2 separate regions of the Rattus norvegicus genome follow, and region 2 is linked to region 1. The links are chromatin contacts, called in public Hi-C maps. All regions are on one chromosome and are shown on one strand. The core of a region is the stretch at or near the end of the contact, and the rest is flanking DNA. Distances in the headings are between cores, read along the strand shown. Region 1 holds the start of Dcp1a (decapping mRNA 1A). Region 2 overlaps Tkt (transketolase).

Region 1 (7,454 bases), core at 1,582-4,081:
GGCTGGAGAGATGGCTTAGTGGTTAGGAGCACTAACTGCTCTTCCAGAGGCCCTGTGTTCAAATCCCAGGGTGAACTCATGGTGGCTCACAACCATCTGTAATGGGATCTGATGCCCACTTCTGGTGTGTCTGAAGACAGTTACAGTGTACTCCTATATAATAAATAAATCTTTAAAAAAAAGAATTTTCAGAGAAGTTTAAAGTAAAATGTATATGAATTAGGAATGACCTAGAACTTTGGGAAGAGGCAGGAAAGGGGCAGAACCAGCCACAGAAGGCAAATTCTCATCAGAAACTACAGACCGGCAAGAGTGCTATCTCAATCACTTTATAGCTACTGTACTATACTATATTCGCAGACATTCGTACGTATGCATTCTTTTTAACATGGGAAGAAGAGCAGCAGCTGTAGTAGGACTGTAGTGCTTGGGTGGGGGAAAACTGGAAGAAGATAAACAGGAAGGCTCCAAAGCTACATACACGATAGAAACGGACCACGCTCCACCACAGCGATCACCACCATTCAAGTGAAGTAGAAACATCCTTAAGCCACTTACCTTCGGTATACAAATAATGTCCCTTCTATATCAGTCTTCTCCTGTAACAGACAACGACTCTGTCAGTTTTCCAGGAATAATCCAAGGTCAAATGATCTTGGTGAAGCACCTACACGTTCAGGCCAACTTGTCTTATTTACTGTGAAATCGATCGTGTATGTGCTCAAGGGAATGCACGCTGGCATTTGTGTACAACTGGAGAGGCCATCGGTCACTCTCAGGCGTCATTCCTTCTTTTGAGTCAGGGGGTCTCACTGGCCAGAAGATGGGCAATTTAGCTGCACTTCCTGGTCAGTGAGCTCCAGTGTTGTGTCATAAGCGCCTCCATGTCCCCAGAGGACACGTAAGTGCAAGCTACTACGTCCAGCTTTCTGTGTGAATACTTCAGGTTCTCAAGCTGGGGAGGCAAGCACTTCATCCACTGAGCTGTCTCTTTAGCCTCCAAATTAGTCACGTTTGAACAGGTAAAGCAATTCACTTTTTAAAAGAAATCTAAACAAATTATGTATCTGTTCACCCCTGTGTTTATGTATGTCCAACCCAACAATATGTGTACATCTGTAGCACATGTCTATTTTTGCCAGTGAGGAACATTTAAAGGGAAAAAAAAAGCGATTTAGCTTTACTTATTTTATGTATTAAATTTTTTTTTCAATTAGAAAAGATGTAGGGCTCTTTTGTCAGCATACGTATTTCTTTGTAACACATGTATGTGTGTACGTGGAGCTTAGAGAGGGCACTGGACGTCTTGGAACTGGAGTTACAGATGGGTCTGAACCATCATGGGGATGCTGGAAATTGAGGCAGGTCCTTGGGAAGAGCACCAAATGCTCTTAGCTACTACTGAGCCATTTCTCTGCCCCAGCTTCTCTCTGCAAACACTAAAACCTTTCAACTAGGTATCTTAATACTCCAGTCAAGGTATTGTCTACTGCAACTTAAAAAACCAAAAACTTGGAAAAAAAAACCAAAAACCAAACCAAACCAAACTTGAGCAGTCTATTGAGGTTTATAGAAAAAGAATGGAAACTTTCTTCAAAAGGGATACCAGGTTGAACTCAGAGCCTGGGCCTCATGATGCACAGCTGTGTAGCACTGAGCTAAATCCCTAACCCTCGGGACGTTTTCTTCTAAGATACTGTTTCATTTCTGGAGAATTTAGGACTATTTTCACGAGTTACACATTTTGTGGTGACCAAACACAATTTAATATTTTCAGAACTTTGTTAAGACTCGTGGATAGAAACCATTCTCTGCCTTAGACAAATGTGGTAGGTTTTTAAAATAAACGCCTGAAAATGTGATTAAGAAACTGTAACTTGGGTTGGGTATATAGCCCAGTGGTAGAGGAACAGTACAGTGTCTGCCTAGCATCAGGAGGAAATAGGACATCATGTAAATAGGTGCTTCAAGTTGAGGTTAACTAAAGTCAGTGAATGTAATTTCTGGAACTCCATGCCACTCACAAAATCCAAAAAGAACTAAGAAGTGAGCGATCAAACGTCCTATCACCGGTCTCTTTTTTTTTTTTTTTTCTTGTAAAAACGTCTCCAAGGAATCCAATTCTTACTGAAGTAGCCTTGAAATCTTTCTTTAAACTCCGGTGATACCAGTTCTGCTAAAGCTGGACTAACTCCTGAGACTGATTTTTAAGCTTCAAATCCAAATCATCACATTTAGGTCGGCAGGGAAAGAGGAGTGGATTTTGCAATCAAGAACACGTGATTTATCTAATAGTTTTCAAAGTCTCAAACACAGGTTTTCAATCACTTGTTAGAAAAAAAAATTAACTTGTCTCATATCCTGCCAATGCAACCTCAAGTCTCCAGAACCGACCCCAAAAAGACTGATCCTGCCTCATTCCTGTCCTCCATCTGATTTCCCTGTTATGTCTCTGGTGTACTCCTACCCTTCATTCCTCCAATTCCGCGTGTCCCTCCCCTTTCCCCCGTCATCTCTTCGGCTCTGGAAGGACCTTTGGGAGAGGTTCGGGCCTCGCCTTTGCGGTCCTACTCTGCTCCACACCCCACCCCCAATCCTAAGCTGTCTGCGCGGTCCCTTTAAGAGGCGGCAGCGGCCAGGCTGGCGTTCTCCACGGCTGGGCCTCACTCACCCACTGGTTGGCTTTGGGGCAGAAAGTGTACAAGGCGACCTGGCCCGTGAGGTCTGCGATGCTGGTGATGTAGGGGTCGTGTTGTTTCAAGGCCGCCAGACTCATCTCTTGCTCAGCTCGACTCAACAACTCCATCTTGGATCTCCAGGCCGAGCCCCTCGGGCGGGGGCGGACTGGAGAACAGGAAAGTGCCATCCAGGCAAAGTTCCCCCAGCTCAGTCAGCCGTCCACTTCCGCCTATCCGACCTGCCTTGCCGAGGGTGGTACTTCAGTTAATCTGATCCGCCGCTCCTATGCCCTGGGAGCCTGGTTCCGATCTTTTTAGGTCTGCGGCTGCCGGAAGGTACAGGCGTCCGCGCCTGCGCGGTGGAGCTTCGGCGAGCCGACATTCCGGAGTCCTCCTCTCTCACCTGGCGGGATCTGAACTTGTTCCTTGAGTGCTCCAGACTCCTGCCAGTGAGACCGCAGCCCAGCACATACCCTGAATCGAAATGCTTGCTGCTGTGGAAGTGAGGTTTTCATGGACCATTGAGAAAACTCAGACCAAGTGAGGAAAGGGAGCTGTACTTTACTTCCGAGCTGCACTTTCACTCTTAACTGTTTGGTAATTTTTGAAAGAAATGTTTCAAAGCAGCCAAACTAGCCTGCCTGGAACTACACTGTACTCGGCTTCCCCTCTTTGGCTTGTCTTTTCCTTCATCTGGGTCCTAAATAAATATTTCTGTTGTTCTAGAAAGACCTATTACGGGGTTGGGGATTTAGCTCAGCGGTAGAGCGCTTGCCTAGCGAGCACAAGGCCCTGGGTTCGGTCCCCAGCTCCGAAAAAAAGAAAAAAAAAGCAATATAGAAAGACCTATTACTTAAATAATAAGTAGATCTCTTAAAAAGCCAACATTATTGGGCATCCTAAGGGGTCAGGTACTACAAAGTAAAACAACGTGCTCAGCCTATTTTCATTGAGCTGCTTTAAAAACCATCGTTTTTCTTTATTGAGGACATCTCGGCACAAATGAACGTTTTTGAAAGGATAAACTTTACATTTCCATCAAAGTACCACCATATATTTGTGTTGCTTGTGGTTTTACATCCCAAGATCATTTGCTAATGGAAGGGCAGACTTTCCGTTCGGAAACACGTGTGAGGCAAGAAGTCGGAACAGCTTATGGTTTGTTCGCCCTTTGCTCACGTACACATTCATTGATCTTATAGAGTGGTTGTCAGTTCCAAGCTTCCAACTCTTTTTGGCACCAGGAGAAACGAAAAGCAAGCAAATAACCCCATGATAGACATTTCTCTTTGAATTCCAGAGGGTGGAGTCTATTTCCGTCTGAGCCAGGAAAGGTAGTGAAGGAACTCTTAACCAGTTCCGGCATGGTGGGCGTGGCTCTGGCAGGCCTTGCCCTTCTCCCCAGTTTCCTCTGCCTTGCTAAAGACTGTTAGATTGCATTCCTCACACTAGCCACCAAGGTCTGTTCCTTAATTTAGCCTAATAAGAGATTAATTTCTCCTGAGGCTGACTACCAAGGTCTGGCTATCAAAGTATTGGAGTCTAGCAATCAAAAGCCCCCTTTGGCTAATTAACATGCCCAATTAAAATTAAACACATCATCCTAACGTGGGCTTCCCCTTTTATCTTTATAAACTGCCATTTGCCCGTGGACCACATCTATTTCCTCTATATCTAGAGAGTCCTTTGTCTCCTTCCCAAACATCTCTTACCCCTCTCCTCCCAACCCCTTTAATTTTTAGCCCCTTGCCTTCCTATCTCCTGCCTTTGTTCATTATCCCTGCTCTCTCTCCCCCTGGAGCACATAAATCTCTGTGCTGAGAACATGGTCTTGGGGTGCCTTGAGCCAACTTCTGAAGGCAGTAGGAAGGCTTCAAGAAGGTGCTGAGGTTTGAACTGCTGCTTTCGATGAGGAGGTGCTCCTTGGGAAAGTAAAGTTAAGGGCTGAGGTTTGCTTCATGGCCCAGTGGCAAGGTGGGAACCTAGTGTTTAATGCTGATTTGATTCAGACTGGAGGGGAAGAAGGGAATGGCTCAGAGTTCCACACTAGTGAGGAGTATTCTGGTATGAGAGTCTTGGGGATCCTTGTTCCACATCTGGACTGCCTTTCACCCAGTGGTGGAGGGTAGGACCCCATCACTTTCTGTACCTTCATTTTCCCTCTGTATGCTAATTTTTGTGTGTTATTTAAAATTTTGTCTCTATATGTGTACATGTGTCGGTGTAAGTCTGTGCTGACGTAAGTGTGCAGAGGCCAGAAGAGAGTGTATGGGCACACTGGAGTTTAAGTTACAGGCATTCGTGAGCCTCTGGACCTGAGGGCTGAGATCTGCACTCAGGTCCTCATGGCTGAGCTGTTGTGGGGTTAACCATCAGAGAAGACTGCTCAGACATGGGTTTAAGCCAATAAAAAAACCAATCTTTTTTGGTCGGCCGGCAACTACACTGGGTGTTTGGGATCCCAGTGTAGCACGGAAACTTTCTCAGGGTCACCTTTTAAGTACAAAAACCATGTTCTGGGTTGACACACTTCAGGTAACAAGAGCAGTTAGCCAGATAGAGCTACGGAGGCTAAAAAGCCAGGTTAGTACATTGTGAGACTTTGCCAGAACTCTGTGGACTTTGATGGGTTAGGCCTTTGTTTTAGTTTTGGCAGATAGCTGTTTTTATCAACACCTCAATCGCTTGATTTTACCAATGAAGACTCAGGAGCCGGATTGCTGGGCTGGAAGATGGTTCAGAGAGGCAGAGAAAACACCCAGCTGACCTTCCTCTTCAGCTGACATCCCAGAACAAAGTCTCTCTCTCATATCTCTACAAACCCCCTTCAAACTGAGTGTCCCTCCCTTCTACTTCCTGTTTGTCTTTTTATCCAACCTTCCTTCCTCTTTTTCTGTTTTTTGTTTGTTTGTTTGTTTGTTTTGTTTACTTTTTGTCAATTGGTTGCTTGCTCCAACTCTTGACCTTATTTAATTGACTTTATTTAATCCTGTTTACAATATCGAAGCACAAAGCTCTTGGATTAAAATGTGTGCGCCAAGGCTGACCCACGCCACAACTAAAAAAACAGGTTTCCCCAGCAAATAACACAACTTTGGAGTTCACAATGTGCTCAAATAGCTTGCCACAGGTGGTGCTGCCTGTGTGCTGAGTTTCACAGCCTGAATGATATTAGCATCATGGAGTTATCAGTTGTGTTAAGGTCTGGGGACCTGCCAAGGTCTAGGGCCCTCTAAGAGAGTAGCAAGTGTTTTTAACAATGAAACAATCTCTCCAGCCCTTAATATAGTATTTTAAATTAGGTACTAAATTCAGAGACACACCTGATGCTGCCGTTAACTTTTTTTAATGTAGATTTTTCTAAAATAATCTAAGATATTTCCTTTTGTTGTGGAATGTTGTTCCCCACGAACTATTGAACTGTTGCTGTCTTAAAACCAGAATAGCTGTCATTACCAATGAGACCCTCACAAGACTGGGCCCACTAACATACTCCCTTGGAGGGAAGGGAGGGCTCATAAGTGGTCAGGAGACTACCTTCGAGGCCTAACAGAAGTCCAAGGGAGGAACTGTTGTAAATAATCCTTCATCCATGCACCTGTAAGTAAGCAAGTCATACCTTGGGGCTGGAGGGGCCACCATTTTTCTTTTTAATCTCTTGTTTGTACCCTGTAGGAAATAAACAGATGCTTGTTCAAGTCTCCAAGAAAAGCTAATGCAACACCTCTTAATACACCTTGGACGAAGCAAGGCTAGACTTGTGAGGTATAGCACACTGCTTTGTTTCCAAGGCAAGGTCTTGTAGGATAGCCCAAACCAGCCTGCAAGTCACCAATTAGGCTGGGCTGGCTGGTAGGTGAGCCCTAGGACATCCTATAAATGCCTCTGCAGAACTAGGGTTATAAACCTACCACCATACCTGGCATTTCTGTATGAGTTCTGGAGGTCCTTAAGAATGTAGGTTTTTATTGATCCATTTCCTCAGCCCCGTTATTATTGTTACTATTATTTTGAGGTTAGTCCGGTCTTGAACTTATTATATGTATCAGATTGATGTCAAACTTTCGATCCTCCGGCCTCAGCCTCCTGAATGCTGAGATTACACAGTCTCCGTACACAGCTGCAGTAATTAAAAAAAAAAAAAGTTAAGAACCCTAAAAATGCAGTCAACCCCGCCCTCCTCTATGCTGAGCTGCTTTGTGGTAAAAAATGAAACTTGCTTTCTCATGTTCAGTTCTAATTCTCAAGACATTGTGTCACAGCAACTGGAAACGAAATGAGGACATTGCCATTTAAAACGACGGGGGTCAAGCTGGGTGTAGTGGCGAGCAGGAACCGTACTACTACCTACTCAGAATTTGGAGACAAGGCCATATATAAGTGGCACACACCTCTTATCCCGGCATCTGGGGGCGGGGCAGAGGCAGGCAGCTTCACTGTGAGTTTGGGGCCAGCCTGCTCTGCATAAGGTACATGATAGGCTCTCATGCAAAGCAAAGGAGAGTGAAGTACAAATCGTACAAGCAGAGAACTGGCCTCTAGTGCTGAAGCTGACGTCCGTAAAACTTTGTTAACGAGGTATAGCGTTGTTCTCGGTTTCCTGGTGTAGAATCCAGAAGCCTTGACACAGCCTGGGGGATACCGCTCCATCTGATGCACCTGCTCATGGGGTCATGTGCTCACCTTTCCTTCCTCCCCGCCCCCGGTACCTGGCCCCTGTTTCTATCTCTGTCTCTTCTCTCTTACTGTCTTCCTGTGTTTTTCTCTATGTGTACC
Region 2 (7,454 bases), core at 2,168-4,667, 94 kb before region 1:
TTCCTTGTTTCCTTGATTCTGGTGTACAGTCTCTAGCAGTGCAAACTCCCTTGCTTCTGTGGTTTTTTTTTTTTTACAGCGTCTCACTATGTAGACCAGACTGGTCTTGAACTCTCGAAGATCTGCCTGCCTGTCTTCCAAGGATTGAAGGCATGTGCCACCGCTCCCAGAAAGATTTGGTTGTTGTTAAATGTATATGTAGGCATGCTGTGGAAGTCAGAGGACAGACAACCTGTGGTGTATGGCTGGATACTTGCAGTGATCCTCCTGGCCCCACCTGCCCTTTCTCTACAGGAGCACTGGTTATGACAGACACCTGCTTTGCGTGGGCTCTGGGGGTCTGAACTCAGGTTCACATGCTCCCCAATGTACCCACTGAGCAAGCTCCTCAGTCCCTAGCTGTCTCTTGACATCCTCCCTGCCACCACACCCAGACATTGAGATTCGGATCCGGGACAACCAGCTGAGGTGCACAGTTAACATTACTAAAGTGGACCTGGCCTCCAGGTTCTCCCAGCGTCCCTCAGTCCTTATCTGGCATACCCTGCCCTCAGTCCTAACCCTTCCATCCCAGGGTCTGGGCTTCCTGTCCCCCAGTGGCTCTACACTATATAATCCAGACATCTTGGTCTCTCCTTTCTTCTGTCTTTTCTCTCTTTCCCCTCCCTTCTGTCTCCCTCCTTGTGGCGACCTCCCTGGGACCAGTGGACCAGCCCCTGCCCTTCCCTAGGCCAGCTCCCAATTAACCTGCCTTTATATATATTCAAATCTGGCTTGAATTGGCTCATTTCTCCGGGAGAGAAATAACTTATCACCAGGGAAACTTCTAGAAGCTGATGTGTCCAACTCAAATACAACTCCCCTACTCCTCAGCACCTAGGAGTAAATCTTAGCTCCCTGCAAGCCCCTGAGTGACCTCGCTGGCTCCTCAAGCTTCTGCTGTGTCCCAGACTCTCAGTTCCTCAACGGTGTTTCTTCCCTGCTTCCTACGCAGGCCAGACTTAGGGTTAAAGACAATAGCCAAGTGTGACCACAAGAAAAATGTGACCCAGACGGTAGGTGGAGAGAGCTTGCCCGTGGGGAAGTGGCTCAGCAGAAACTTCTTTTTGTGTGTGGCCCTGGATACTGGAACTCACTCTGGTCTTGTGGACAAGGCTGGCTCGTGTAGACCAGGGTGGCCTTGAAATCAGAGCTCCTTCTGCCTTTGCCTTCCTCATAGTGGGATTAAAGGTGTGTGCCACCATGCTGGGCCGCTTGTTTTTTCATTAATTGTTTTTTGCTAGCATATACAATTCTGGGTTTTATTATGACATTTTCATATACATATATGTATTACTGTGCTTGGCTCATACTTGACCCTCATTGGGGTTGTTTTTATTCAAAAAGTGTTTATTATAACAGTTATCTAGATTAGAATACCAAAAGTAAAGGATAAAAAGAGGGTTTCACTATGACTTCTTTCTGACCGCGTGGTTACGTTTGTTCTCTTTCATTCCCTCTACCCCGTGACCTTTCCTCTCCCCCTCCTCCTTCCCCAGTTAGTTCTCACTTCTGCTTCTCTGTTACATGACTTTGTTCTCTTCTCTCTTTCCCACCCTCACGATCCCTGACCTATAGCTTACTGACCTATACGCACGCACCTCTGAATGTGTATGCACATCCCAATTTAAATGTAATTCCCATATGCGAGGAAACAGGAAGCGATTCTTCCTGGGTGCTGTCAGACTCAGTCCTCTGACAGACAACTGCCGTTCTCATCAGATCAGCAATGCCCGATTTGGGAGACCATCAGATGGGGAGGGAGGGAGGGCCGTTGGACACCTACCACTCCCTACTGCTCCTTGAAGCCTTCTCTGTACAGCTCTGCCCTAACTGCAGGCAGCTTCATAGGTGGGAGCTAGAGTGTATAGGGGAGGAGTTGGGTTAACCGATGTGGGGTATGTGGCTATGGAGGAGCCATCATTCATGCCGGGTAAAGGCTTTTTTGGGGTCCTCCATGTTCTTCCCAGCATCTTCTCACTCATAGGCCAAAGAGCTAATTTCAAATTTCTTACTCTACACTTCCTCATTGGCTCTCACAGAGGTGGCCACCACTCTCCACTGTGGCTTTATATTTATTTATTATAATAAGTACACTGTAGCCGTCTTCAAACACACCAGAAGAGGGCATCAGATCCCATTACAGATGGTTGTGAGACACCATGTGGTTGCTGGGATCTGAACTCAGGACCTCTGGAAGAGCAGTCGGTGCTCTTAACCACTGAGCCATCTCTCCAGCCCTTAAATTTTATTATTATTTTTTTTATTTTATGTGCCTGCGTGAAGGTGCCAGGTCTCCTGGAGCTGGAGTTACACGCAGTGGTGAGCTGCCAACTGGGTGCTGGGAATTGAACCCAGATTCTCCTTACGAGCAGCCAGCGCTCTCAGCTGAGCCATCTCTCCTGCCCCTCTGGAGCCTGACTGACATTCCTATAACTTTGGACTCCTCCCGAGTTCCTGACATGCTAAGCCCAATCCAGAGGGCTGGGAACAGGACCCTCTCCTGTGTCAGGCAGGCTCAGGTTCCTGAGGGACAGACAGCTCCTGGGACAAACTTTTCCTGCCTTGCCAGTTGGACCAGAGGGCTCACGAATCCTAAGGCAGTGACGACTTAGCCTATGTTTGTCCCCAAGCTGGCTCCAATGAGGAACCTGGGTGTTAATGCTGCAGGGCCTCCACAGCACCCAGGCCCTTGGGGTGAGTCCCTATCCCTGTACCGTACAGAGGGGCAAGAATTCTGGCTTGAGAGCTGAACCACCAGAGGCCAGAGAAGCCTTGTGGCTGACGCTTGCCTGTGTTTCGTACGTGACCTGTTTTCTGTGCTTTTTTTTTTTTTTTTTTTTTTTTTTGGTTCTTTTTTTCAGAGCTGGGGACCGAACCCAGGGCCTTGTGCTTCCTAGGTAAGCGCTCTACCACTGAGCTAAATCCCCAGCCCCCTGTTTTCTGTGCTTAATACTTCAAATCCACAGGCTAGTAAATCCCAGATCCCTGCTCGAGGGGTTTGATTTCTGGAATCTTACCCAGAGCACCTGCTATGGCTTTTCTATTACCTCCTCCCAGTCTCAAAGGGAGGACCGCAGACAGAGGTCCAGATTCCTACCACATGCAGCTACCCGGGAAGGAAGTGAGGAGGGATGCCAACCAGAAGTGAGGATGGCAGCCACAGGGTGGTGGGTTAAAGGCACATGTTCAGGGGTGATACAATGTTGCACGGCTTGGTGAATATACTAAGATCTAATTACTTAGATCTCAGTAAACATGACAGGGCCGTGTTAATGACAGGCATCATAAAGTCTAACAGCCGAGTATGTTGGGCAGCTTCCTGAGCTCTGGGCCTGACTCACATACTGGAGGCAGCCCCATGTCTGCCGTCACAGGAAACCTGGTGCTCAAGGCTACTCACTTGCCCTGAATGAACTGCTAGGAAAAGCAACATCTTTGAGCCCTCATTGGGCAGTGTACTGATGGTATTATGTAATTTCTCATAGTTCATCCTCCCAGCAACCCAAGGAAGCTGTCTTTATCCCCACTTAACAGGTGAGGCACTGGGGAGATGACGCTGCAGCACAGGACAACGGAGGCAGGATGGAGAGATTTGTTCCTCCACAGTCGTGATCTGGAAACTTTGTGAAATCCTGCCACCTATGCAACTGGAGACTGAGAAATGAGCAGGGCATTTTCTTTCCAGTTGCCATGTCCCGTTGCCTGGCCACATGGTGGTGTGAATGACAGAAGCCTTTGTTCCCTTAGGCTGACTGCAGCAAGCTCTCACTGGTCCAGGGAAAGTCAAACCTTTGTCTACGCCTCTGTGTAACCTAGAGCCTTACTCCAGACCAGGAGCTACAAAGTTGCCTCAGATGCAGGGTCCCGACTTCTCACCCTCTCCAGGAGCTGAGGGAGAAGTGAAGGAGGGTTCCTCAGGTCCTCAAGGCTTAGGTATCTGGGATTCCAGCACAATCTAGAATCCCAAACCCACAGCAGTTTCACCGACTCCTTGGAGTTCCTGGGTCCCTAAATGCCAGGTTTCGGAGGAGACTGAATTTAGGTGACTGTGGCCTCCAGAGCTCCTCCAGCTGGTTCACTCCCCAGGCATCTGGCTGCCTGCTTAAACTTTTTTTTTTTTTTTTGGTTCTTTTTTTTGGAGCTGGGGACCGAACCCAGGGCCTTGAGCTTCCTAGGCAAACGCTCTACCACTGAGCTAAATCCCCAACCCCCTGCTTAAACTTTTACCATCTCCTTGAGAGAGTGTGGGCCTTGGAGGCAGTCTGGAGGTGAGGGAAGCTACCTTTCCCATCTCTGCTTTGGAAATCAAGCGTTCCCCGACCCCTACCCCTTGCTGTGTTAGGGTTTGAATCCAGATCCTCATGGAGGCTCCTCGAAGCCATCTATGTACAATTCTCCCTAACTGCACCTGACGGCTGGCCCAGACACCTACGAAACTCTCAGGGCACTGCACCAACTCAGACACTGGCACTTCTAGTTCTCCTCCCCTCAGCCTGGCAAATCCCTGGGTTCACAGACAATTAGCGGGGGTGGGGGTGGGTGCGCACAGCAGATCCTCATGGGTCCTAAGGCTGGGTGTACTTGTCCCACTGCCTTCTGGAAACATCTTTTCACGACACACAAGAGCACTGAGCTGTAGGCGGCTCCCATCGCGTCCTGTAGGACAAGGACGTCTACATCATCAGGCTGACTACAGAGCATCTCCTTTAAGGAGGCCGCAAGGACAAAGATGGCAGCCACAAAAAACCCGAGTTGTAGTCCTTTTCTTTCCACACCGGACTGTAGTTAGACCAATTTAAGCTTTCTCCAGGTCGGTTATAAATGAAGAGACTCAGACCAAGGTTGTTTTATTGACAATTACTGGAGGTAATCCCTAATCTACTTTCCTGTCTGCTGGACTTGCTACTTCCCCGGCAGAGTACCCAATACTTGTTCATGGTCACCTCCTCCTGTGGTGGCTTCCTTCTCTCACCTCTCCTCCCTCCGCAACCCCCAACCAGGAAACTCAAAAGCGGCCTACCTCTAATCCCTCCAGTAATTGACTGTAGTCATTTTTATTTAAACAATAGTGTTAGATTAAGGAAGGTTTGCACAACAAAAGCTTTTAGACCTTCAGGTACAGTATTTGATGTTACGATACAAAGCAACAGACCAATCCTCAGCACTGGGCCAAGAGGAATATCTTCTAAAATGGTATCTTGGAGTAAGGATCAAATAAAATGCATACGAAGTTCATTCAGCACTGTCACGGGCACCTCCATCTCCTTCTGCGAGCAGTTGCTTCCCAGATCTCAGAAAACAGCACCTTCCACAGATTGCTGTGGGGTGTGTTTAGCACTGTAGTACCAGAGATGGCCACCAGGTGGTGCCCAAGCACCCCGAATCCCTGATTTTCTGCTTTACCCTTTTGTTGTTATGGACTACATAAGAAAATACATTGTAATTATGTCCAAACTCCAAACTCTTGACTGGGAAGTTCCTCAGCTGTCCCCACAGGGCGATGACTTGCCTTCTTTTCTCAGTGAAGGAGAGTTTCTCCCAGGGTTTGCCCTAAGACCACCCACTGAGGAATCACCGTCTTCTCCCTGAGACCTACCTTATCTGCTGTTTCTGGAGTTGGTACCATTCAGTTCCCTGGCACGGAAGGATCTGGCCAGGCAGCTCACCAGCTGAACAGCTCCGGTTTCAAGGAGCAGACATGTGCCTAGTTCCACAAATGGGCCTCATCTTCCCTACGGACACTGAGGAATTCCTAGGAAGCTTACCAGTGGGCCACCTATAAAAGGAAGCCTTGCGGGACCTTGGGGGGCATGAGGCGGCTAAGAAGGATCAGGAAAGTTTTATAAGGCAGGGAGAACTCCACAGTCCTTTAGGGTACAGTGGTGAGAAAAGGGGCTGGATCCTATCTGGCTAAAAGGCAGGCTACAGTGGGTAGTAGTTCTGGCTTTGCAGAGGCTGAACTGGAGAAGGGGATCCCAGGGTACACCTTAGATCCTGACCCCCCCAAGTCTAGACAGCCAGCTCTCTTCCTTTCTCCCTTCCTATACTGGATATGTTCATATCAAAGAAAACAGTCAGGATTAATTTTTTTCTCAAAACATATATTTACCTTTCCACTCGGTACACCCTTGAGCACCTTTGCCAGAACATCCCTGGAATGTGTAGTTCACCCACCCGGCATCCCATGTCCTTCCTAGCCCTTGGTGACAAGGCCCTTCACAGCTTGCACAATGGCGTCTTTGTCAATACCAAACATCTTCAGCAGCTCAGCTGGCTTCCCACTTCGTGGTACTTGGCTGACCGCCAGGCGAGTGACTGTGACTCCAGGTTCGCCCACTACCGCAGCAGATACTGCCTCGCCTATGCCACCTGAGCAGAGGAAAGTCAGAGAGGTCTTAGTCCTGAGCCAGAGATGGCAGAGACCACACAACTGCAGGTGTACCACCACCCTTGCCGGAGCAGACATCACTAATCAATCAGGATTCTCATTACTTATTCTAATCAAATGTGCACTCTCATTTTGTCATTTTTTTTCTTTTGACATAGCCCAGGATGGCCCCAAACTTACCCTATAGTTTAGGACAACCTTGAACTTCTTTTTCTTTTTCTTTTTTTTTCCAGAGCTGAGGACTGAACCCAGGGCCTTGTGCTTGCTAGGCAAGTGCTCTACCACTGAGCTAAGTCCCCAACCCGACCTTGAACTTCTGATACTTTTACCTCCTGGGTGTTGGGATAATAGGCATAGGCCCCTGCCTGATTTTATGCAGCAGCATGCTGGGGATTGAACCTAGGACTTCATGCACACTCTACCACTGGAGCCCTACATCATAGTTTGTAGCTTTGACTGGCCTAGAATTCACTGTGTGGATAGATCACAGTGGTCTTGAATTCAGATTCACCCTATCTTCACCTCCTGAGTCCTAGGATTTAAAGGGATGTTGCCTCAACACTTAGCTTTATGTAATTGAAAACAAAGGGTTTTTGTTTTTGTTTTTTTTTTAATGTGTACCAGTGTTTTGCCTGCACGTCTGTGAACCACATGCTTGCCCCAGGCCCTCAGAGGCAGGAAGAGGACACTGGGGAGCTATAGATGGTTGTGAACTGCTGTGTGGGTGCTAGGGATTGAACAGGGGTCTCTGGAAGAATGTGAAGTCCTTCCTGCCCCTTCAGTTAATGCTTCGAACACTTCTTTATTTAGTGTGTGTGCGCACCATGTATGTATGGTACAGGTGGCGGTCAGCTTGACTCCCACAAGTTGTGCACTCCCCCTTAGAGTCTCAGCTCATCTCTTCCTCAGAGGCTTCTGTAAAAATGGGATGTACCCTAGAGGACTCGGACACTCAACCTTGCTTTTCCTGTTTGCTCTGCCCAGACATCTACTTTACCTCCTTATCTAATTAAGGCCCAGGAAC

Evidence for each region. A called contact is a pair of places that touch in the nucleus more often than the background predicts.
Region 2: a Hi-C map of psoas muscle shows a contact between it and region 1, with 2.5 times the contacts expected there. The contact joins the enhancer-like site here to the promoter of Dcp1a in region 1. A contact is called at or near these places in 4 of 12 Hi-C or Micro-C datasets (hepatocytes, kidney, liver and 1 more) and 1 of 1 datasets of contacts at active chromatin or transcription factors (oligodendrocytes).

What each region holds. Positions count from the first base shown.
Region 1 is chr16:5,658,814-5,666,267 of GRCr8, reverse strand. Dcp1a (decapping mRNA 1A) reads right to left here and starts at 2,831. Exons shown (of 10, transcript NM_001191831.2): 1 at 2,672-2,831; 2 at 559-599. The coding sequence starts at 2,806.
Region 2 is chr16:5,753,839-5,761,292 of GRCr8, reverse strand. Tkt (transketolase) reads right to left here. Exons shown (of 15, transcript NM_022592.2): 15 at 6,125-6,411. The coding sequence ends at 6,236. Among named protein-coding and RNA genes, the nearest start is that of Tkt, 27 kb to the right of the region's middle. Within about 2 kb of position 3,417, at least 29 of the 93 cell types and tissues checked have an H3K27ac peak or open chromatin away from gene starts, as enhancers often do.